Linked DNA regions of Mus musculus: region 1 is linked to region 2. The links are chromatin contacts, called in public promoter capture Hi-C maps. All regions are on one chromosome and are shown on one strand. Each heading gives the region's core, a stretch centred on a gene start, on an enhancer-like site or on the middle of the called end of the contact. The rest is flanking DNA. Distances are from core to core; before and after follow the strand shown.

What was found. Promoter capture Hi-C pulls out the DNA fragments that hold promoters and counts their contacts.
Region 1: a promoter capture Hi-C map of liver shows a contact between it and region 2, with 4 times the contacts expected there. The contact joins two enhancer-like sites. A contact is called at or near these places in 7 of 39 promoter capture datasets (embryonic stem cells, liver, macrophages and 2 more), 2 of 15 datasets of contacts at CTCF or cohesin (embryonic stem cells and large pre-B cells), 21 of 484 Hi-C or Micro-C datasets (B cells, the Ba/F3 cell line, CD4 T cells and 9 more), 13 of 115 datasets of contacts at active chromatin or transcription factors (DN3 thymocytes, the SCID.adh cell line, T-cell acute lymphoblastic leukemia and 5 more) and 4 of 9 other capture datasets (adipose tissue, embryonic stem cells, liver and 1 more).

Annotation. Positions count from the first base shown.
Region 1 is chr14:30,669,435-30,676,472 of GRCm38.p6, reverse strand. It overlaps Rft1 (RFT1 homolog), which reads right to left. Exons shown (of 13, transcript NM_177815.3): 7 at 2,225-2,303. Among named protein-coding and RNA genes, the nearest start is that of Rft1, 19 kb to the right of the region's middle. Within about 2 kb of position 5,197, at least 125 of the 459 cell types and tissues checked have an H3K27ac peak or open chromatin away from gene starts, as enhancers often do. A contact at or near this core is called in adipose tissue and liver, where this site is marked.
Region 2 is chr14:30,532,405-30,539,644 of GRCm38.p6, reverse strand. No RefSeq gene overlaps it. Among named protein-coding and RNA genes, the nearest start is that of Tkt, 13 kb to the left of the region's middle. Within about 2 kb of position 5,259, at least 6 of the 459 cell types and tissues checked have an H3K27ac peak or open chromatin away from gene starts, as enhancers often do. A contact at or near this core is called in adipose tissue and liver, where this site is marked.

The DNA.
Region 1 (7,038 bases), core at 3,948-6,447, 140 kb before region 2:
TTATTTCAAAACCATACTATTTAACAATAAAATAAGGGGAGACTGCTCAAATGTTAAAGGTGAAAACGGCTTCCAAGTCTTAAGGGAGGCCAGATACTCTCTCTAACTCTGTCTCTGTCTCTCTTGGTCTCTGTCTGTCTCTCTCTGTCTGTCTCTGTCTCTCTTTCTCTGAAACAGGGTTTCTCTGTGTTTCCTGGAACTCACTCTATAGACCAGGCAGGCCTGAAGCTCAGAAATCTACCTGCCTCTGCTTCCCAAATGCTGTAATTAAAGGTGTACGCCAGCATGCCTGGCTTGAATTTTCATTTCCACATATGAAACGCCCTGGCCATGACAGAGACAGGGCACCAAACAGTGGCCACAACCCCAAAGATTAAGTTCTCTCCTCCTGGGAACTCAAAAAGAATTCATTATAAGGCCAGACTCCCTCTTCTCTCAAGACTCCTCTCTCTGACCTGTCTCCCTGTAAAGACAACTGTGACAGGGACTTCTTAGGTCCTATCTCTGTGCTATTCTGACCCTCTAACTTCAAACAGTTCTAGGTTTTGTAAATACAGCTAGCCTCCATATCTGAGGGTTTGTGATTCTAATGATTCAACTAACTATAAATCAAAAACATCCCAAAAAGTGCATTTGCACTGAACATGACTTTATGTGTATGGATGCTTTTATTATTATTATAGTAATAACAAATAATAAATTGTTTCCTAAACAAATAGTACAACAATAGCTCCGCATAGCACTTGCATTGCACTAGGTACAATTAAAGCATAAAGAAGAGTATGTCTAGGTTATACACAAAAAATACACCATTTTACACAGGGACTTGAGCACCTTAGATTTTAAAATATCTGGGATTGGTCTAAGAACCAAAACCTGATACCAAGGCACAATTGTATAATCCCCTGTCAATCCTGAGTTCACGTCTTCAAATAGTTCCTTAATACCTGCAAAGCATGGAGGCTCCTTAACTCTGCACTGGAGGCCTTTTATATACTAACTCCAGCTTTCTTTTTGGCCTCCTTTCTTCAGCCTCACCCTGTCTGTCACACTGTCATCCTGGTTCAGTCTGAACCCGACTGACTGGAGTATCTTAGCCTTCTACAATGGGTTTTTTCAGGCCCCTCCGGCAGGACAATGGGCTCTCCTCCTCATGAGCTCCCTTGGACAGGAGACCTCTCAGATGTTCACATCTCTTTTCCTCTTTGGCTTCTTAACAGAGCTCTAGTAAACAAGGGCCCGTACAGAGCCTGTGCTAAGTCTCCAAGCCCCGCCCACAGCCATGCACTAGCTAAGTACTTCACAGCAGTGGCTTGGCAAGAGAAGCTCCTTGAGGCCATGCTTGCTGCTTATCTGTGGTTGTTCTCAGCACCCACAGTGTACAGGAAACGTGGGGTGGAAGCATATATGCTCTCACTACCACAAACAGAACCGTTCAGAAAATGGCTGGAAAATGTATAAAAAGCTAGGATCTGATAATGAGATTTTGTTTTTCTCTAATTTTCTGCCATATAATACACGTTTATAATAAATATTTTAAATGATTTACTATGGGCTTTTCCAGTTAGGTTTTGCTGCAGCTTAAGTATAAAGCGTTTCCATGTATTTAAGCTTTGAGCCCAGCCCATGGTCCTCCTGAAACCCTCAGGAGATAGAGCCTAGAGGGAGAAAGCCAGGTGACAGGAGCATACTGTTGAAGGACATATTAAAACTCTGTTTCCCAACAGCCTCTCTGCATACACTAGCACCATGACATACAACAGCCTCTCTGCATACACTAGCACCATGACACACAACAGCCTCTCTGCATACACTAGCACCATGACACACTGCTTCACTTTGGCAACAAAGGCGAGTAACCGTGAGTTAAAGCTGTGGCCACCCTGAACCTCTCCTTCCTTTAAGCTGGTTACTTTGGGTAATCTGCCACAGTAACAGGAAGCTGACTAACAAAGACTTGGATTTCAATTCCACATCCCTACACAGAGGGAGAGACTATCTTCTGTAAGGCTGTGGAGTGATTTAAGGCAGACAACTTAAGTAAAACATAAAGTTAAATAAATATTGGTTCCCTATCTTATTTAAAAGCAGATAGAGCAAGCACATCTCTAAGGGTCCTCTGCTGCGGGCCCCAGACAAGTGTTCTGGTGTCAGCAGTCCCGTGGAATCCTTTTGTATCTTCTATGATCTCCCAACTGCTCAATGTGAACTCTGCTTTACTCACCTTCTGTCAAAATCTGCTTCAAGAACGACTGTTTGAAGAAGCTCCAAGCCAATCCTGCCTCCTTCCAGTTGACAAATGCCTGAAAGAAAAATGAGCATAAAACCACATCTCCAGCTTTTCAGATCTAAGCCTGGGCAGTCCATACGGCCCCAACTTGAATAGTTTCCCCTGACTCTTCAATCAGTGCTAAGAGCATAGAAGACATCCAAACATACCAGAAAATGTATATGACGGATAAGATTTGAATCGTGAATGTTTCCTACGGCCATGTGTTGACCTGATTGGAAGGTGGCAGAGCCTTTTAAGGGTGCCCAGTGAGAAGGGCTTAGGCCACCAAGGGTGTGCTTTGAAGGGCAGTGTGGGACCCCAGCCCCTTCTCTTCTTTCCCTTCCTTGTCAGGAGGAAAACTGTTTTGTTCAGCCATGCACTTCTGCCACAGTGTGCTACCCTGACACGGGCCCAGAGCCTCAGGACCAACTGACCATGGACGGAAACTTCCAGATCCCAGCTCGTTGGGCCTTCCCATCCCAACTCACCTAACCTAGACACGCCCAGAGGCTCCTTTCCCATATGATTCTAGTTCCTGTTGGGTTGATAATCAATATTAGTCGTTATACTATGTAACCAGGCTGGTTTTATTTATGACCCTCCTACCTCGGCCTACTGAGATTACAAATATACAACACCACACCTAGCTAATTAAAACTTGTAGTGAGAATTTTGGTTTCTTTAAAAACATAGAAATGTTATAGGAATATGTTTTTATTTTAATTCCAGGCATGGGATATGGGGCTGCTTTAGACTGTCCATAGCGGCAGACTATGATTTGCCTCGTGCTCTGGCAGGGCTGTGATCCTGCCAACTGCAGATAGTTTCTGCAAGTATATGACAGGATGCTGAAGGCTCTTGAGAGAATATAAAAACGCTAGATCCCTGAGACAGGTAAGGCAGCCACTACTCCTCTGCTGCTGGCTGGAGATATTCTGACAAACATCCAAATTGCCCAAGGACCTTGACACCCTAAACAACAGGAGGTCGTCTAACAATACCGATGCTCCCTCTCCTCTCTAGCCTTCCTCTACAACTTAGTGTTGGGGGTTGGAAGGGATAAGGGGAGAGAAGGGTGATAGAAATAAGAGCCTATAAAGTAGCTAAAAGTCTGGCTAAAACAAAACAAAATGGTGTGTGTGTGTGTGTGTGTGTGTGTGTGTATGTGTGTGCACACAATACAGGCAGGTAGGTATGCATGCCACAGTACCTGTGTGGCGGTCAGGGGACACCTTTGTAGAACCAGTTTTTTCCTCCTCTGTTTACATGGATTTCAGGGTTTGAATTCAGGTTACCAAGTTTGTTTGGCAAGAGCAACTTTACCAGCTGAGCCACTTGATTTGCTAAGGATGACTTTGAACACCCTATCCTCTTGCCTCAAGCTCCCAGTGCTAGGATCACAGTCCACACTACCATACCTGGTTCATAGGATGCTGGAAATTGAAACCAGGCAAAAACCTTAACAGATGAGCTAGCCTGTTCCTATTTTTAAGGTAGGGTCTTATGTGGCCCATGTGGCCTTGAACTCAGTCTGCAGCTAAGCTGAGGATAACGCTGAACTCCTGATCCGCCTGCACACCTACCTAGTGCTAGAATTATAGGCACACCATCACATCCTGCTTCCCAGTGTTAGTATACTAACTCAAAATACCACTTTTGCCGTGTGCTGAATATGAAGAATTAGGCAGCATTTCACGTTACTTTTTCTACTCTAACCTTTAAACTGCAGTGTGTATTCTAACCTTACTATCGCCTCAATTCTAATTATTCCAAAATGCTCACAGTCACATGCAGCTCAGGTTAGACGACCTGAGCACCTCTGAGAACGCAGGGCTCCTCTCAGCCCTGACTCCTCTTCTCTTTTCTTATAGACTAGAAGAATGCAGGCCTGAGTCCTCCCAGACTGCACTGTCTGCGGGAAGTCAGTGAGCTCTGAGCAGGTGCCAAGGCATCTCTAGCCCTGAAGTAAGCCTTCTCCAGGCAGAAGACATTGAGCTTAACACTGCCCAACCATTGCTTTTCCCCAGAACAAGAGCTGCCAGACATCACCACAAGAGGGCACTGTGGACCAGGAATACTCAGACAGATCTGTCCCTGGGCCGCTCTGGAGAAGTGAAGGCATAGATAGATCTCTTTCACATCCCCCTGTACTGGCACAGTCCCCTGAGGGATCTGTGCTGTTTTCAAAGGAAATGAAAAGTTGAAATTTGCCGCCCACTGGCTCTGGGGTCGTGTGTGTGTGTGTGTGTGTGTGTGTGTGTGTGTGTGTGTGTGTGTGTGTGTGTGTGTCTCGCCAAGACAGTCTCACTTAGGTAGCCCTGGCAGGCCGCAAAAATCTGCAAGTATTCTTCCTCCTCGCACTCATTGCTGGGATTAGAGGTCTGAGCCAGTTGCCCAGACTCCATTATGCTCCTATTGAAGCCTGCCTGCCTGCCTGCCTGCCAGTAAGTAGTAAATGTGTTTGGGGAAATAATTCAGCTTTCTAAAGAGAAAGTCCTTGGGAGAGCGACTCTAATCTGGAAGCTTATAAAAGGACTTCCTCTCCTAATGCTTCAGTGTCGATGGCCACACTGCTTACAACAGCCGAAGTGCTCATTAAGGACACATTCACAGGAAGTCCACTTTGGGGCTCTGGTTCTCAGGCCACTGACGGGTAGAAAAGAAGCAACTTCTGGGGACTTGTACCCTTCTATTCAGAAGGGGTCTTGCTGGGATGGTGAAGGAGACTGGTTTACAAAGCTGGGTTGGTGCGATTGCACCCTGTTCCTAAGCAGACCTTCTAGAGCCTTACTGTGCTTAACGGGAACACTGAGGCTTGGGAGGTGAAAGGTGATGGATCGGCAGTAACTGTAGGGAAGGCTGAGAAGGAACCAGGCTCATCCTGCTGAGTCACCATTCCCTTCCCAAACTCTGTGACTCAGGATGATCAGCCGTGTGCCTCCCACACTGACAAGTCATTGAGAAGTGGAGGCCACAGCCCATCGCCTCCACCACCCATACAGCACTCTCCTTCCCCCTTTCTCTTCCTACCCCAGTCCTTACAGGCCACCGATGGCCCCAGACTTGCCCACCTCAGGACCATCCTCATCACTTCGTGTCTCCCACAGAGATGTCTCACTTACAACTTGCCTAGTGCGTCCTTTTACTGTAGGTTTAGACTTTGGCATCAAGCTTAGAGTCTAGGGCTTAAACTGCTTCTTGACTTAGCCCAACGGCCATAGGCAAGATAGTTAACTTTGCTAAGTCTTGGTTTATCATCTGCAAAATGAGATTACATTATACCTCATATTTAAGATCCCCTAGACATGGTGACACATGCCTGTAGTAAGAGCGCTCAAACTCTGAAGCAGGAGGGACTAAGAGCCTAGCCAGCTCCATGGTGAGACCCTGTCTTAAAAGAGACAAATCCTATTTGATGGAGCTGGTAGGGGACTGAATGACAGAAAAACAAGATACCACGAGGCTCCTCTACATGGCACCATTCAAAACCTTCAGATGTGTGTGACAGCCCAGGCTTGTAACCCAGCACTCAGGAAGTAGGGACAAGAGATTCATAAGTTCAAGGGCATCCTCAGCTACATAGTTAAAGGCTAGCTTGGCTTACCTTAGGCCCTGTTAGATTCTGGGAGAAGGAGAACCATTGTCTGCAATCATATGCCCACCTGGTTCCAATGATAACTCCAAACCCACAGCCACACAGAAGCCCCTGCCCTCACCCCTGCTAAACTCAGTGAGTCACAAAATAAAATGAAGCTGCGGAGTCCACCAGAGCCAGCGTGTCTTCAGTGTGAGTCCATGCCGAATTGCTGTGGTGGAGACCTGAGACACTCGCCAACCACACTGCATCATTTGGTGTCCTTGGAGCAGACACCCAGGGTGGACGGGGCACTCAGGGTTGGGACTGAGAATGTGGCCATTTGAGTCATGAAATGAGAAAGAGGTCTGTAGGAAATGGCAGGGTGGACGAGGGTAGTAGGAACCTGGGACAGGGAAAGCCTTTCAGTAAAGTACTATACATGTACAAAATTGTTGAAGAACAAATTTAATTTTTAAAAATTAAAAATGGCAAATCTTTTTGCATTCTAAAAGCAAACCAAACCACCTGTAAGTTCTACTGCTCCAACAAGTTCACACTCCACTCTACTGAAGTCATTGCCACTTGCTGAGAGCCACATGCCATGTCCACCTCCCTTCATAAGCTCCACCCACCCTTCTTTTCCTCTCCTTGACTGGTCTACTCAATCCCCCCACTATCCCCATATTTCAATCCCAACCCAGCAAGGGGCACAGAGCAGGCCTGAGCACATCTGTTTCCTTCCTGTGGCTCCATGCATCACCACACATCACTGTTCACTTCTGCCCACCCATGTTCAGCTCCAGCTCAAAGGCAGCTTCCTCTAGGAAGCCTTCCTAAAAGATCCCAGACAGACTTCTCCATCCACCCTGACCGTCTGCTCTGATGGCACTAAACGCAGTCTTGCAGTGTGGTTGGCGAGTGTCTCGGGTCTCCACCACAGCAATTCAGCATGGACTCATGTGGAACACACGCTTGCTGTGGTGAACGCTGCAGCTCTACTTAAATATTTCAAGTTACTCAGACATGCCAAAGAATATAAACAGTGGTCATCATTTGAGGTACCATTAGCTTATTATAAATCCAAATGAATACCTATAAAAAACCCGTAATTCTAAAAGACTAGGAAAGGAAACCGAAACATTTGGTCCAGCTGATCTTTCTTGCAGATGATTGTAAGCAGTTTTACCGA
Region 2 (7,240 bases), core at 4,010-6,509:
GGACATTCTGGCCTTAAAAAAAATGTAAAGACTGAATTTGTAGCTCAGGGATAGATTGCTTCCTTAGCTCCCACAAGGTCCTGGGTTCATTACAGAAAACAAAACCATGCATACTCAGGGAATATAGAAAACTCTTAAGTAAACTAAAATCATATATAATTTCACACAAAGAGGATGACTATTAACCTGTCCATTTGACAAATACTGCTTTTTGGTTTTTAGGCTGAACCAAGGAATTGCTGCAGAATAGGGTTGCCTCTCTGATGGTCATGTGAGGTTGGGATACCTATGCCTCTGTGCTGGCCATGGGAGGCTGAAAATGGATAGTCACTGTTATTATGGCTTTTTAAAAAAATTATCAAGATCATCAGAACATACGATTTCTCTTATTTTTCCCCTAGCATTTAAAAATTCCTCAAAGACAGCATAAAAATTATTATATTAACTAATTTGGTGTGTGTGTAGGAGGGGGGCATGCAAGCGAGGTAGAGGTCAAAGGTCAGCTTGCAGAAGTCAGTGCTGTCCTTCAACCATGTGAACCCAGGGGATTAAACTCGGGTGGTGAGGTTTGGTGACAAGCAAGCTTTACCAGCTAAGCCTTTTATGTCACAGGCCACAAAGATATTAAGTAGGTGTGCACTGTCTAATCACAAGGCTGTGTTGTGATCAGGGAAGTTTGGATTGCTTTCTGCTTTTCATATATCTTTGTCCTGGTGAGATGTTTTATGAACCAGAGCCCTACTCAAGAAGCCACTGGGTTAGAGGTTGGCCATCCTCTTAGAACTCTGGTTTGGCAAAGAGCTCTCCAGGAAAGCTGGTTTTGCTGACTTAGTCACCTTTGCCTCTAACTGGTGAGGTCCCATCCTGAGTGAGAAAGGATCTCAAAGACAGGGACCCAAATCCCCCTCAGTGTTGGATGGCTCTTTGACCATCACTGGATCTCAGATTCGTTGCATCTGTAAGATGGATATTCCACAAAATGCTCATTATAACAAAGGTTGGTGTCTCCTTTTGTGTCAGACTCTGTGTGCTAGGTCAGAGCCCGAGGGTTGGGGGTGGGTGGGTGGGTGGTGGCTCTTTCCATCTGGGAGAAGCAAATACCACTGGGCCATCTGTCAGTGTGTTCAGACAATACTCTCTTCAAGCAGTGGGATGGAGGTTCAGGGAAGTTATTGAAGCTACATCCTCTTTAGGTTTCTATTGCTGTGTTAAAGACCATGACATCCTGATCATAGTCAGTCACGGAGGGAAGCCAAGGCAGGAGGAGCTCAAAGCAGGGACCTGGAAGCGGGAACTGAAGAGCAGTCACAGGCGAGCTCTTACTGGTTTGCTCCCAGGCTTGCTCAATTTGCTCTCTTAAACTATCCAGGATCATCTGCTCGGGAATGGTACTGCCCACAGTGGACTGGGCTCTCTTACACCAATCAATAACAGTAACAACAACAACAACAACAACAACACCCTACGGACATGTCCACAGCCATTTAGTGGAGGTATTTTCTAAATTAAGGTTCTCTTTTCCCCAATGACTCTAGTTTGTGTCAAGTTGACACACGTGGCCAGCAAGCAATGGAATGAGGGGAAAATTGGGAATTTTACAGAGTTTCTGCTCTAGGGCATCTGCAGGCTCTGGACCCTGTGCAGCATCCAGGGCAGCCCCGTGGCAGGGAGGCAAGAGCAGTGAAAGGGAATCTGGCCTAAGGGAGAATTGTTGCAGCTGCTTACCCCGGCCGGGGCCAGCCCACCCAGGCATACGTGGCTCTCGCGCATCCTCCTTGTTCCTTTGCTGACTCTTTCTGTTGTTCTGTTTTAAACCACAATCTTTTTTTTTTTTTTTTTTTTTTTTTTTTTAAAGATTTATTTATTATATGTAAGTACACTGTAGTTGTCTTCAGACACACTAGAAGAGGGCGTCAGATCTCATTATGGATGGTTGTGAGCCACCATGTGGTTGCTGGGATTCGAACTCGGGACCTTTGGAAGAGCAGTCAGTGCTCTTAACCGCTGAGCCATCTCACCAGCCCCCTTAAACCACAATCTTGTTGAGATATAGCAAACACACCGTGAGAATCACCCTTGGGTTTTGATTTTATTTTATTTTATTGTTTTTTTTTTTTTTTTTTTTTTTTTCCAGACGCGTTTTCATTCAGTCCAGGTGGCACTGAGATCGCTATGGGCCGGGGGTGTACAATTCAGTGATTTGGAGTATACTAAATACAAGGGGGGTTGCGGGGGGTTATCCGTGCAAGGCGTTTCCCTATCCTCAGAGTTCTTCCCGTGCCTCAATGGCCACTGGTCACCGTGATGGATGGTAGAGTTTTTCCCAACAGCAATTCGTCATCCCACACCAGCTGGGCTTCTGGAATTCAGTCTGGCTCTGACTCTGTCTACTGAGAGGGAATGTCTGATCTCACAGGTTGAGGCTCAATCCTAGGCCACTCCATTCACGAGTCTGGATTTCCAGAACCTCCGGCCAACCAGTGATCCTTTCCAGTGATGGACTGACTTACTAGACTGGCTCACACTCAAGGAAACTCTCTGCTTCCATTCGTCCTTTTGTAATAAAGGATGAACACCAGCTTGGGAGATGGACAGGGCAAGGTCAGGAGTCTGGGGTACAAAGGTCCCATGCCCTCTCTAGGAGGTACCACTTTCAGTATCCATGTGTTCAGCAACCTAGAAATTCAGCAAATCTTGTTCAAGGGCATTTATTTAAAAATTTACTCATTTTTTTAAAGGCTCTTTCTTTCTTCCTTTCTTTCTCTCTCTCTCTCTTTCTTCCTTCCTATCTTCCTTCCTATCTTCCTTCCTATCTTCTTTCTTTCTTTCTTTCTTTCTTTCTTTCTTTCTTTCTTTCTTTCTTTCTTCTTTCTCTCTCTCTTTCTCTCTTTCTCTCTTTTTTTCTTTCTTTAAAATAGGTTTCACCATGTTCCCTGGTTATCTTGGAACTTACTCTGCAGACCAGGCTAGCCTTGAACTCAGAGATCCACCTGGCTCTACTTCCTGAGAGCTGGGATTAAAGGTGTGCACCACCACTGCTCAGTTATTTGCATGTTTCTATGCACAAGATGTGTGTGTGTATGTGTGTGTGTGTGTGTGTTTGCGTATGTGGAGGATAATGTGGCAATCAGAGGACTTTGTGGAGTTGATTCCAGCATCATGTGGGTTCTGAATATGAAACCCAGATTGTCAGGTCAGCCCTTATTTAATTTTGTTTGAGGCAGGGTCTCAGGTAACCCAGGATGGTTTCAAGTTCTCTATGTAGTCAAGGGTGATCTTGGCTTTCTGATTTCTTATCTCTCCCTCGAGAGTACAACGCCATGCCTGGTTTATGTGGTTCTGGGGCTCATAACCAGGGCTTCCATGCATGCCAGGAAACTGTGCTAAGTGAGCTACCGCCCCAGCTCTCCAGAGCATTCAGGCAAAGCCAGGTGTGGTGGGGCAGCATCTGGGAGCCAGAGGCAGCAGGACGGATTTCTGTAGTTTGAGGCCAGTCTGGTCTACATAATGAGTTCTAGGATAGCCAGAACTACCTTGAGAGACCCTATCTCAAAAAATAAAACAAAAGAAGTATTCACAAAGATATTTTTGAGTTCAAGGCCAGGCTGGTCCTTATAGCTTATTCTAAGTCAGCTAAAGCTATATAGAAAGGTTCTGTTCTGTTTGTTTGTTTGTTTTGTTTTTTAAAAGAGCGTTACTTGTTTTTGTGCTGCTGGGATAGATCCCAGGACCCCATGAATGGCAGGCAAGCATTCTGTCACTGAACTCCATCACCTCAGCTCCTAAGAGATGTGGCAGAGCTTGCTGTCCAGCCTCCTCTTCACTTCCAAGAGGAGAGGTGGATGGGGCTGAAAGTTCTAACCTTTAACCTTGAAATCATTTGTTTTCCCACACCTGAAGTTGTCTGGGGCTCGGCCCTAAGTCACCTCATTAGAACAAACTCAGCTGCTATCAAGGGGGATGGGATCTTTATGTTTTAAATCCAAGTAGAAACTTATGTATATTTATTTATTATTTATTTGTGGGGGGAGAGAGAGAGAGAAGAGAGGAGAGAGAGATAAGACCTGGTTCTCTGCTTCTACTGTGAGGATTCCAAGATGGAATTCAGGATCCCAGGTTTGCATAGCACGTGTCTCTACCCACTTCATCAACTTGCTGGACCCAAAGGAAATCTTTAAGAATAGTGCTCATGGTCTGGAGAGATGGCTCAGCAGCTAAGAGCACTGACTGCTCTTCCAGAGGTCCTGAGTTCAATTCCCAGCAACCACATGGTGGCTCACAACCATCTGTAATGGGATCTGATGCCCTCTTCTGGTGCGTCTGAAGAGAACCACAGTGTAGTCACATACATGAAATAAATCTTTTTTTTGTTTTTTTTTTTTCCATTTTTTATTAGGTATTTAGCTCATTTACATTTCCAATGCTATACCAAAAGTCCCCCATACCCACCCACCCATGAAATAAATCTTAAAGAATGTTCTTGCTTTCTCAGCACTGCACTAAAATCAAACACTATAGAGGTTACCATGGCCTATGCAAGGATGACATGAAAAGCCACAAAGAAATCATGTATTTCTAAAAAATAATTAGTGGGGATTTTTGTTTGTTTGTTTTTTGTTTTATTTTTAAAAGTATTTTGAGATAGGGTCTCTCTGTGTAGCCCAGGCTGTCCTGGGACTCACTCTGTAGACCAGGCTGGCCTCCAGTTCAGAGATCTGCCTACTTCTGCCTCCTGAGTGCTGGGATTAAAGGCATATGCCACTACTACTTGGTTTATTAATAGATTTTTAGTTTAAAAAATTGTGACAATGGTGGTGGTGGGGGATAGGTATGCTGCTGTCTCATTCCAGCATGTGGCTCGCACAGACCCACTGAGGTTGTCAGGCTTGGCAGCGTTTACCCACTGAGCCGTCTCACTGGCCCTCCTGTAGTGTTGCTGTAAAGAACAGAACTGTGGTTGCTGGGATTTGAACTCAGTATCTCACAGGGATGTTTATGGATCGTGCAATCATCCTTGCTCTTTCTTAAGATCCTTCTATACTCCCTTTCCCCGCCCACCCCAAGAGCCTTGGGCCCTTAGCAGCTACCTACCCTCTACTTCTCCCCCACCACACACACCGCCTGCGTGGCCATCGTTTCTCTTCATCTCTGTAGTTACCTTTTCTGAATATGTTACGCAAAGACTACATGGACAACGTGGGCTTTAGTCTGGCTGCTGTCACTCAGAATGATGTCATCTAGGTCCTTGCAGAGCACAGCGTGCATGGGTTAGCTTTTTTGAGGGTCTCAACTTGTGCTGCCTTGTTGCTGTGAACTCTGGGTTAAATGCTGACAGGAAGATTGTCTGTCTGTCTGTCCATGAGGGCGGGCATGTTTCCAGTTCTTTTGGGTGCATGCCCAGGAATGAAATCTTTGACTCATATGACCGTTGTTTTTTCCTTTTCTCAGACTCTTGCCTTCACCCTCCAGTGCAGAGGTTACAGGGGTGAACCCCTATCCCCAAACCAGGCTGCTCTTGTAGTTTTTTTTATCATTTGAAAAGCTTCTCACCTGTTCTGCAAAGTGGCTAACATTTTGTAACCTCACCAATGATACATGAGGATCTTGGTTTCTTTTTACTTCTTTTCTTGCCCCAGCCCCTCTCGTGCTGGAGAGCAAAGTCTGATCTTTGTACTTGCTGGGTAAGCATTCTACCTGAGCTGCAAGCCCAGCCCTAAGCACTTCAGGGTTTCCAGGCCCTTGTCAGCCTTTGTACAGGATCATCGCTGCTTTCTTTTTTTCTTTTTTTTTAAGGATTTATTTATTATATGTAAGTATACTGTAGCTGTCTTCAGACACTCCAGAAGAGGGAGTCATATGGTTGTGAGCCACCATATGGTTGCTGGGATTTGAACTCATGACCTTCAGAAGAGCAGTCAGTGCTCTTAACTGCTGAGCCATCTCACCAGCCCCATCGCTGCTTTCAACAGAGTATGCACAGAGGGAAATCTCAGGGAGGCTTTGACATTTCTTGCTTTTTCTATTTTATGGTGCTAGGACTAGGGCTTTTGAGAATCTAGGCGAGAGCTTTACCACTATGCTATAATCGTATTCCTTATAGCTTAGAAAGTGTTACTGGACCCAGACAGCTGCAGCAGGAGGTAAAGGAGTTTGCTCTCAAGCCTGCCCACCAATGTTCCATCTCCAGGACTACAAGGTCAAGTGTTGGAATGACTCTTTACACGTGTGTTGTGGCCTGGACACACATGCATAAATAAATGTAATTTTAAAACTCACATGTGGGGAGCTGGTGAGATGGCTCAGTGGGTAAGAGCATCCAACTGCTCTTCTGAAGGTCTGGAGTTCAAATCCCAGCAACCACTTGGTGGCTCACAACCATCTGTAACAAGATCTGACGCCCTCTTCTGGAGTGTCTGAAGATAGCTACAGTGTACTTAAATAAATCTTAAAAAAAAAAACCTCACATGTGTTTACAATTGTGTGTGCATGCATATGTGTGTATGTGCATGTTAATAGTCATATGTGCCTGTATGCGTGTGTGTGTGTGCATGTTTGTTCATGTTTATGTGTGTGCATGTGTGACTGTGGTCAGTTGAAAGAGCTAAGTTAGCTAGTCTGTAGTTCCCAGTTATGCAATGAAACACTAACTCAGGTGTGGCCGTGCTGGTATTTTGTAGATGTGGTTATACCCCGGACGCTCCGGTGACTCACAAGAGAGGATAGATAGGAAAAAGTTTCTCTGTGAAGAAGAGCTTCAGTGCTGAGAGTCCCGCAGTCTGACGTGGTTCCAACTTGCTGGCCTCCAGGTGGATGGGCCCACTCTCTGAATAAATCTCGCAGTGCCCATTTACTGTAGGGCCTATATTTGGGACAGGGTCTTTTTTTTGTGGGGGGTGGGTGGGGTGTTTGAGACAGGGTTTCTCTGTGTATCCCTGGCTGTCCTGGAACTCACTCTGTAGACCAGGCTGGCTCAGAAATCCGCCTGCTTCTGCCTTCCCAGTGCTGGGATTAAAGGCGTGCGCCACCATGCCCAGTGGGACAGGGTCTTGTTACAGATCCTAGGCTATCCTTGAACGCTTAATCCTCCTGCCTCAGCCTCCTAAATGCTGGGATTAGAAACCTGTGTTCCACTGGGCAGTGGTGGCGCATGCCTTTAGTCCCAGCACTTGGGAGGCAGAGGCAGGCGGATTTCTGAGTTCAAGGCCTGCCTGGTCTACAGAGTGAGTTCCGGGACAGCCAG